2 separate regions of the Mus musculus genome follow, and region 1 is linked to region 2. The links are chromatin contacts, called in public promoter capture Hi-C maps. All regions are on one chromosome and are shown on one strand. Each heading gives the region's core, a stretch centred on a gene start, on an enhancer-like site or on the middle of the called end of the contact. The rest is flanking DNA. Distances are from core to core; before and after follow the strand shown. Region 1 overlaps Mettl8 (methyltransferase like 8). Region 2 overlaps Tlk1 (tousled-like kinase 1).

Evidence for each region. Capture Hi-C pulls out chosen DNA fragments and counts their contacts.
Region 1: a contact with region 2 is called in a promoter capture Hi-C map of liver. The contact joins two enhancer-like sites. A contact is called at or near these places in 4 of 115 datasets of contacts at active chromatin or transcription factors (bone marrow-derived dendritic cells, bone marrow-derived macrophages, embryonic stem cells and 1 more) and 3 of 9 other capture datasets (adipose tissue, liver and pancreatic islet).

Annotation. Positions count from the first base shown.
Region 1 is chr2:70,967,701-70,972,483 of GRCm38.p6, reverse strand. All of the region lies in intron 7 of Mettl8 (methyltransferase like 8), which reads left to right. Among named protein-coding and RNA genes, the nearest start is that of Gm39843, 47 kb to the right of the region's middle. Within about 2 kb of position 1,938, at least 4 of the 459 cell types and tissues checked have an H3K27ac peak or open chromatin away from gene starts, as enhancers often do. A contact at or near this core is called in liver, where this site is marked.
Region 2 is chr2:70,799,870-70,804,671 of GRCm38.p6, reverse strand. All of the region lies in intron 1 of Tlk1 (tousled-like kinase 1), which reads left to right. Among named protein-coding and RNA genes, the nearest start is that of Tlk1, 23 kb to the left of the region's middle. Within about 2 kb of position 1,856, at least 44 of the 459 cell types and tissues checked have an H3K27ac peak or open chromatin away from gene starts, as enhancers often do. A contact at or near this core is called in liver, where this site is marked.

The DNA of each region.
Region 1 (4,783 bases), core at 689-3,188, 170 kb before region 2:
TATGCTTACATGATACTGGTTTTTATTTTTGATTCTTTGAGAGTCTCACCGTGTAGCCTATGCTGACTTTGAAGTCTTTATCTAGCTCAGGTGGACCTCAAACCCCGAGTGACCCTCCTTGCCTTAACCTCCCCACTGTTGAAATCACAGGCAGGTACCACCATGCCTACCCAACAGAACTTGTGATTTTTATAAGATGTCACAGCCCCCAGGAAGAGGGTACAGACCTGCATAAGATCCCTGTTGCTTGATAGTGTGATCCCTTCCCAGAGAAAGGTGAGCCCTACGTGTTACGTTGCTAAGACATTTGCTGACTTTTTAGTTCCCATTCAAAGCTGAGAACTTTTCTACTTAAGGAGGTAAAATTTGATTCCCAAAATAATCCAAAAAAAAAAAGTTATATTTATACCTCATGCATAGATTAGGTTCCATCAAACCACTCTCCCCTCTGTTTCCACAATGTATTTCTTTTCTGATAATATGTTCTTCCATTGGCACTGCTGCAGAATAGTCAAAATGTCACCTCTGTATTTTGCTTCCTTTTGTGAATGGTTAAAAGATGAGAGTATAGTAAAGAGCAAGCATTCCTATTTGGTACGCAAGGCAAAAAAATGCATCGATTCTAAGTAAGATTACAAAAAGACTGATTGAGATTGGTTCAAAGAATGTATTTTATCATAATTTGAATTGAATGTTAATAAAAAGGGGACACAGATATCTTAGGATTCTTGCCCTTGTTATGCAGTATTCATTCTGTGTATTATAAAATAAATTCAAATGTATCACATCAGTGCAATTTTTTTACGTATATATGAAATGAACTAACAATCAGGTGAATGAGCTGGGAGTGGTGTTGCACAATTGTGGTCCCAGCTACTTGAGTGGTTAAGGCTAAAGGATCAGTCAACGTCATTTAACTGAATAAAAATGAGGTGAAATGAATAGAGAGACAATAAATGTAAATAAATGGCTTAGCAGTGTCTTTAGGATCACTTAGGACCATAATTATAAATGTGCATCCAAGAACATTCTAGAAAAGTAGCTGATTATCATCAGAAACAAAGCAATGGCAGTAATTCTGCTAGACCCTGAGTCTGAGGGTGGCAGCTTAGGTGAAAGTATTTCATAGGCGATTACAGGAGACCCTTAACTGTGTTTCTAATCATTGACATAAAAGAAAATATAAGATACATGCTGTGGGCAGTCAGCAAATAGTGGGGAATTTTTATTCTTTGTTTGTTCCGTTTTTATCCTCTGTCCCTTCCTCTTACTCTATGCAGGGGCATAAGGACAGCAATCAGCTGAAGACACAAAATAAAGAAAGGGCTGAACATCCTAGCACTTGGATGAGACAGGTGGCTCTCTGTGAGTTTCAGGCCTGTTGTGGTAAATATCATTTGGGGTTTCTACCCCACCTTAGATAATTTAGTTCCCAAATAAAAGACGCAAAACCTTTATATTTGTAATAAGCCTTAAAGCATTAGAGCTGGCCAGATATCAACCCTCTGCTGGTCTGTCTACTTCCTGGTCAATAACCCTGAGATATTATCACTTGCCCAGCTGGCCAGCCTTCATGGCCAAACACTTACAGTCCACTCCACCTACCCCATAGTGCCTTCTTCTCTCCTGCCTCTCTCTCCTTTCTCCCTCCTCATGGTCCCTGGCTCAGACCCCAAGCCTGGGAACTGCAGCCCCGCCTAAAGGCATCTTTACTAACCAATCAAGGACAACTTGGGGTGAGGGGCAACAATCATACAACAAAAGCTGATATGTGTGAGGATCTGCTCATCTGGAACAGCCAGATTTGGGGGTACAAGGGATCCTGAACTATACAAGATGGAGAAGGGGACCTGAACGCTAGCATGCGTTCATGGTCCTCTGCTTCCTGACTGGAAGGAGTGTGACCTGCTGCTGCAGCTCCTGACCCCTTGGCTTCCCTGCTGTGTAGTCTGTAACTGAACTGTAAGCCAAAGTAAACGTTCTCTCTCGAGTTGCTCCTGTCGAAGTATGTTATCACAGCAACAGGAAAAGCAACTAAGACAGGGCCTTTTCCCATTCCTGTCTTACCGACTTCATTCCCAGCCTGGTCCCACCATGCTTCCCAGGAGCCCGAGTGCAGATAAGTGACAGGAGAAGCAGCCCCACTCCTGTCCTACCCATACACTCTGATGTTAGGCCAGGATTAACACAGTGGCTGCATAGTGATGTGCTGGATTTTTTATTTTTCTAAATTTTTTATTTCATCCTTATTTTACTAATAATTCCAGAGATTTTGCTCTATACATAATAAGTTTATCTTGAAATTGTTCTTTTTTAAGGTTTAGATTTTTAAATTTTATTTTTATTTTATATGCATTGATGTTTTGCCTGCATATATATGTCTGTGTGAGAGTTTTGGGTCCCCTGGACTGGAGTGTCAAGCAGGGGTGAGCTGCCTGCCATGTGGGTGCTGGGAATGAGCCCAGGTCCTCTGGAAGAGCAGCCAGGGCTCTTACACGTTGAGCCATCTCTCCAGACCCCAGTTTTGTTTTGTTTTGTTTTGTTTTTCCATTGATGTAAGCACTACATGAAATGAACAAAGAATAACACTTCCCTTCGTGTGTTTATGCTTCTTTCCTTTTTTCTTGTGCTATGAATGAAACTCAGGGCTTCACACACGCTGGGCCAGCATCCACGCATGGAGCTTGGTACTGCAAGTACCCCGGCTTGTAGTTCAGCTTTTAAAAACTTTCCCCTAAGCATGCCATTGCTTTCTGTCATGTTTCTTATCTGTTTAGATTTCTTTTCCTAGCAGCTTTTATCTCCTCCCTAGCTGCTTTCTCTGTGACATGGCAGAAGCTGGATTTTATCCCACTAGTCCACTAAATGTAGTTTTTTAGGATTTTTAAATTGTATGTGTGATATGTGTGTGCGTTATATGTGTGTGAATGTGTATATGTGTGTATGTGCATCTGTGACTATGTGTGCATGTGTGTGAATGTGTGTATGTAGATATACATGCATAACTGCGTGTGTGTGTGTGTGTGTGTTATGTGTGACTGTGTGTGTGATATGTGTGTGCATGTGTGGATGTGCATGCGTGACTGCGTGTATGTATGTTATGTATAACTGTGTGTATGACATGTGTGTTATGTGTGTGTGCATGTGTGTGAATGTGTGTGTGTGGATATACATGCAAAACTTGTGTGTGTATTATATATGTGAGACTGTGTGTGTGTGCATGTGTGACTGACTATGTGCGTGTATGTGTATGTATGTGCGGCTGTGTGTCCCCCATCATGTATGTGGCAGTCAGATGACTACCTTGTGGCGTTGGTTCTCGCCCTTCGTCCTCACATGGGTCCCTCTCAAGTTGCCAGGCTTTCCTGCCAAGTGTTTTCTACCTGCTGAGCCATCGTGGCAGCCATAAATACTGTTTTAATTGAAAGGAATATATAAATTATCTGCGTTAATCTCTTCACCTTTTCAAAATAAGATCACCTCAGCAACTTTAAGTGGCTCAGATAAAGCAGGCGCAGGGCTGGTGTGGTGGCTTATGTCTGTAACACTAGCGCTCAGGAGGCTGATGCAGGATGACTGCTGCGAGTTCAAGGCCAGCCTGGGCTACATAATGAGCTTCAGACCACTCTGGGCTGCAGTGTGAAACCCCATCTTAAAAGCCAAAATCAAACAAAAGAAAAAGAGACAACAAAGACTTGCCCTATAGGCTGCCTTTCCCTTCCCTCCCACAGTAGTCAGATGCTGGTGGCCGTGTCCCCTGAATCCGCTCCAGTGGAGCTCTGTGGGGAGCTAAAGCCTGTCACTCAACAAAGACCTGAATCTTTTTAGTCCCTGGCCCATAAAACATCAGCCATGAGCACAGAACCCAAAATACTAAGTCACAATCTATTTTAAGAGGTCATATTTGATTGCATGCTACATAAGCAGAAAGGGTGATTAGAAAGAAGGAAGCAAGAGCCTCTCGGTGTTGAGCTGCAAATGGGGATGTGACTGCAGTCGAAACAGGCCAAGAATAAGGGGAAAAAGTATTTTTCTTGAGAGGAACCATGAATACAGAGGCAGAGGACACAGAGCCCAGCATGCTATAGTGTTTGTTTGGAAGAGATGCTTTTGGTTAGAAAGCAGTAGAAACCTCATTGGAAGGATTCACACTAAAAACCCTATAAGAACTAAACCTTTGCCCTCTGGATTAAAATCTTGATATTGTTTTGACAACGATGTGATTTAACCAGACCATTGTTTGAAGTCAGATAACTCATTGGTAATATCCATGAAGAATTACCAAGAAGGGTAATAAGGTATATTATTAGAAAGTGATTCTGTTCTGTGCTTGGGGAGGGAAGTGTTTGTCCCAAGGACCTGCCAATGGGAGACAGAGAGATCAGCAAAGGGGAGAAGTAAGAAGACAGAAAGAGATTGGTGAGCACACGGACAGGACAGAAAGAAAGGGAGTGGACCAGGGTACCTTTCATCTTACTAAGGAAGTCAGCGGTGGAAGGGGTGGTTCAGCGAGTAAAGCACTTACTGTGCACCCCTGAGGACCCTGGGTCAGATCCCTAGAACCCAGGTTAAAAAAGCCAAGCAGGCATGGATGCTGCCTGTACTCCTGGCCTTCAGGGGGCAGAGACAGGATCCAGGAGCAAGGTGGCTAGCTAGACTAGCCAGAATCTGGGTTCTAGGAGAGACCCTGCCTGATGTCAAGTTTGGGCTACATATACATGTGGGCATGCATGCACACTCGTGGAAAAATAAAAGGAAGGGAGGGAGGGAGGAAGGGAGGGCG
Region 2 (4,802 bases), core at 607-3,106:
CATCAATAGTCCCAGTAATGCAAAGTTTTCACTTTAGTAGTTCTGGTATCTTGTTAATCACAGCTGATTCTTCAGCCCCAGCTAACCAGAACCACAGAATCTTCACAGTCAAAATAGCAACAGCCCTGATAAGAGTCTTTCATCTTCCCTCTGAAATTTCACAAGCCAGGCCTCCATCTTCTGCACTGTTCTAAACATTATCTTCCAAGCTCCTACACAACATCCCACAGAGCTCTTAACACCAAATGGATCTTCTAGCCCAAAGTTCCAAAGTCCTTCCATAGTTCTCCCCAAAACATGGTTGTGTTTTCACAGGAATACCCCACTCCTGGTACCAATTTGTGTTAGGGTTTCATTCCTGCACAAACATGACCAAGAAGCAAGTTGGGGGAGGAAAGGGTTTATTCAGCTTATACTTCCACATTGCTGTTGATCACCAAAGGAAGTCAGGACTGGAACTCAGGCAGCTCAGGAAGCAGGAGCTGATGCAGAGGCCATGGAGGAATGCTGCTGCTTACTGGTTCAACTTTCTTTCTTTCTTTCTTTCTTTCTTTCTTTCTTTCTTTCTTTCTTTCTTTCTTTCTTTCTTTCTTTTTTTTTGGGGGGGGGGGTTCGAGACAGGGCTTCTCTGTATAACCCTGGCTGTCCTGGAACTCACTCTGTAGACCAGGCTGGCCTTGAACTCAGAAATCTGCCTGCCTCTGCTTCCCAAGTGCTGGGCTTAAAGGCGTGCACCACCACGCCTTGCTTTCTTATAGTACCCAAGACTACCAGCCCAGGGATAGCTCCACCCACAAGGGGCCTTGCCCTGTTGATCACTAATTGAGAAAATGCCTTACAGCTGGATCTCATGGAGGCGTTTCCTCAACTGAAGCTCCTTTTTCTGTGATAACTCCAGCTTGTGTCAAGTTGACACACAAAACCAGCCAGTACAGTTTTATTAGATTTTTTTTTTACCTATATTCATGAAGTAGATTTGCAACTTTCCTTTTATATAATAAATTTCTTTGTCAGATTTTGTGTTATAGTAACAATTCCTCCATAAAAATGAATTGAGAAATGATTTTGTGTTTACCATTATTTCTAGGCGTCTAAGAACAGTATTATATTTTTCTTTACTTTTGATAGTTTATTGATCAAGCCCTCTAGGTCTGGACATTTTCTGGAGACATTTAGAATAATGGTGTTAGTTTCTGTTAATGTGGTTAGACTTCTTTGAAGTTTTCATTTTTGTGTCAGTTTTGACACACAAAATCATAGTTTTAGGGATTTATCCCTCACCCCCTTTTTAAAGGAAAATTCAAGTTTTAGTTGTTCCTATGTTTTTGTCTTTAATATGATGATGTCTTTTTCTGAAGTGGCATGTAATTGCACTCTGTGTCTTGTTCCCTCCACGAGTGGCCTGTTAGTGGCCATTAGCCCTACTCAGCAGTCAGCTTTCAGTTCTGCTCATTCCTTCTCCTTGCTTTTCGGTTTGACTTTTGTTCTAGTTTTAGTTGAAAAGTATAATTTTCATTTTATTCTGTTTTTCCCCCCAGAAGATTGTTTTTCTTGGCCCCACAAGATGATCCTTGAAGTCTAGCCACCTGAGTTTGAACCCTGAGACCTAGGAAAGAACCAGTTTCCACAAACTATCCTGTGATTTCCACATGTGTGGTGTGGCATACTTTCTCCTTCTCCAAATCAAGAAAGGTAAACAGTTTTAGAGCCAGCGCCGTTGTGTTCTTCACAGCTCCAGCTGGGGTCCTGGGACTGAATCAGCAAACACAAACACAAATCAGGTCCTCCTCAGGCTCCTCCCTCGCTGTGAGGGCTGGCGGCACCACACAGTGTCCACATTCAGAGACGCAGCACTGGCCATGGCTCACAGTGTGCCTGCCAGCAGCAGTCTTTGCTCCGGTGATGAACTTGTTCATGGCTGCTGTGTGCAGTCAGTCCATGGTTGCACCCATTCTCCTTCTTGGTCCTTTTGGAAGCCTGGACCTAACTAGTTCTGGGTTTTGTCCTCTCCCTCCTTTGAAGCTCTTCGGGTTTGATTTGTTGTTCTTTTTTTTTTTTTTTTTTTTTTAAGCTGTGGTAAATGTTCAGCTCTTGGGTTTCTGAATCCTTCCTCTCATGTAACTGGGGTTTATGGACACAGTTAAGCTTTAAGGTCTGTAGTTCTGTGTGGTTCTTCTCAGGTTTTGATGTTGTGCTGGGTGTATGTGTGTGTTGTGCTGGGTAGACAGGTTTTTGTTTTGTGTTTGTGTGGGTATTTATTGCATTTTATTCAGTTAAAAGCATTTTGTAATATCCATTTATGTATTATTTGGGGGGGAGGCGGTTGAGACAGGGTTTTTCTGTGTAGCATTGGTCATTCTGGAACTTGCTCTGTAGGCTAGGCTGGCCTCAAACTCATAGAGATCTGCCTTCCTCTACCTTCCAAGTGCTGGAAAAATATTTCTCTTAATTTTCTCTTTTTCACTTTAATTCCCTCAGTTCACTCTGTCCCTTCCCACTTTTTGTGTCATCTTTTGTTGTTGTTTAAATGATTTACTAATGTATGGGGACATCCACTGAAGTGTAGTCCTTCTCTGGAAGCCATTGAGTGTCCATAGCTACTCAGTTAGAGGGGGGGACTTCTGAGCCCCCCTCTCTTCCATGTACACATTGACTGGCTTGATTATATGCTGCTCTTGTGCAGGCAACCACAGCTGCTGTGAGTTGATGGGTGCAGTGGTCTTGTGGTGTCCAGAAGTTTTACTTGGGCATTCCCAAACCTTAGGGTCTTAGAGTATTACTTCCCCCCTCCCTCATCAGGGGTAGAGTTTTGTTTTGATTTTGCCTTTTTGGGGATGGGGTGGGGGATACTAATTGTCTCATTTGTAGCTGAGCACTGCAATGGCACATCTGCACTTTGTACTTTGACCAGTTGTGAGTCTCTTGCATTCTTCACCTGCCACTCCACTGCACAAGGAAGCCTCTCTTATGCAGTCTGAGAGCTGCACTGGTCTGTGAGTGTAGACACAGTTTAGAAGCCAACTTGTTATAATGTCCATTTAGCAGAGTAATGATAGAGGCTCACTCCTGGGCCTGTTGGTTCTTAGCCACATGATCCTTTTGTAGCACTCAATCACACACCTAAAAGGATAAAAATGTCAGCGTGTAATAGATTCCTGCATACCCAGGTCTATCAGTATTCAGAACTGACAGGATGCATAGGATCAGCCTGAATGTCTATCAGCCGATGGAGAGATAAAGGTATACTGTATACACAAAGTAGACTTTACTTCCACCATAACGAATGCGGTTATGTTATTTTTTGAAGAAATAGATAGATCTGGATAACATCATATGAAGAAAAACGAGCAAAACTCAAATACCACTTTTTCTTTTATACATAAACTCCAGATTAGAGTACCTACAAACAAATCTAAGTAAGACACATGAAAATAGAGGACTTTGGGGAGTAGATTGGGATAGTAAAAGGATATAGAATGGTATAGAGCAAAATACGTGATATACATGTATAGAAATTGCGTAGCACAACATTTTTGGTATGCTAACTTATACTTGTGCCTAATCTTAAGGTAAAAGAAGAAGCCATATAACTAAAACTGACTTTATTTTTCAAAAAGGTACTGTATTGAATCAGTTTTTTTGTTTTGGTTTGGTTTGGTTTTTGTTTGTTTTTCGAGACAGGGTTTCTCTGTATAGCCCTGGCTGTCCTGGAACTCACTCTGTAGACCACGCTGGCCTTGAACTCAGAAATCTGCCTGCCTATGCCTCCCAAGTGCTGGGAATACAGGCATGCACTGCCACTGCCCGGCCTAAATCAGTAATTTTGATAGTTAATTTATTTCTTTTCATCTTATCCATTACTTTGGAATTAGATGTGAGTTGTCAAACTTTTGTGGGGTAGAGAATGTATGAATCATAGTCATAGCCTTGTGCTATGGCTCCTAAAAAGCTTTTTGTTTTTTCTTTCCTGTTTCTTTTGAGACAAGGTTTCCATTAACTCAGTAAGTGTGGCCTCAAACTTTATAAGTATGAGGGTGACCTTGAACTTCTGACCCTCTCACCTCAGCACCACTCTGCCATTTTATGTGGTGTTGGGGATAGAACCTAGGGCCTCATGCACATTAGCCAAGCACTCAACCAGTTGAGCACATCCCCAGCCCCCAAACACTGTCTTGTGTTACAGTGTGAGCACAGCCATACATGGAAGACGGTCTGCCATGTATAAAGATGAAATCTCATCTGTGGACATGGAAATTTGATTTTTATACATGAAAGAAACTGGTTGTTCTCTTCCAAGGATGTTAGTGGTAAGCAGATGTTTGTCTTTTAATAGATAAAAGTCAAGAACCAAAAGTGTTAACCCTCTTTTTGGTGTAGCAGTGCAAATATGTTAATTGTATTAAAACATTTCATTGTGGTGAGAAATACATGCCATGCAGTGTACTGTCTTAATCATTTCTAAGTTTAGTACTGATAATTGTATGTGGTTTAATGTTGAACAGCTATTTCCAGATTTTTTTATCTTGTGAAGCTGTAACTCGGCCATTAAACCCGTGACTGCTCATTCCCCCATCCCTAGCCCCTGGCACCACAGTGCATTTTCTTCTGCCTCTGAGTTTGACTACTCCTATTTGAGTGGAGTCAACACTAGACACTATTATCCTTCTTGCTATGGCTTATTTTACTTAGTGTAATATCTTCAAAGGTTTACTATATTTCAGCAAGTGTCAGAATTTCTCTTTTGTTAGGCTTATTAAAGTCCTACAGTATATTTATTCACTGATCTACCAATGACATTTACA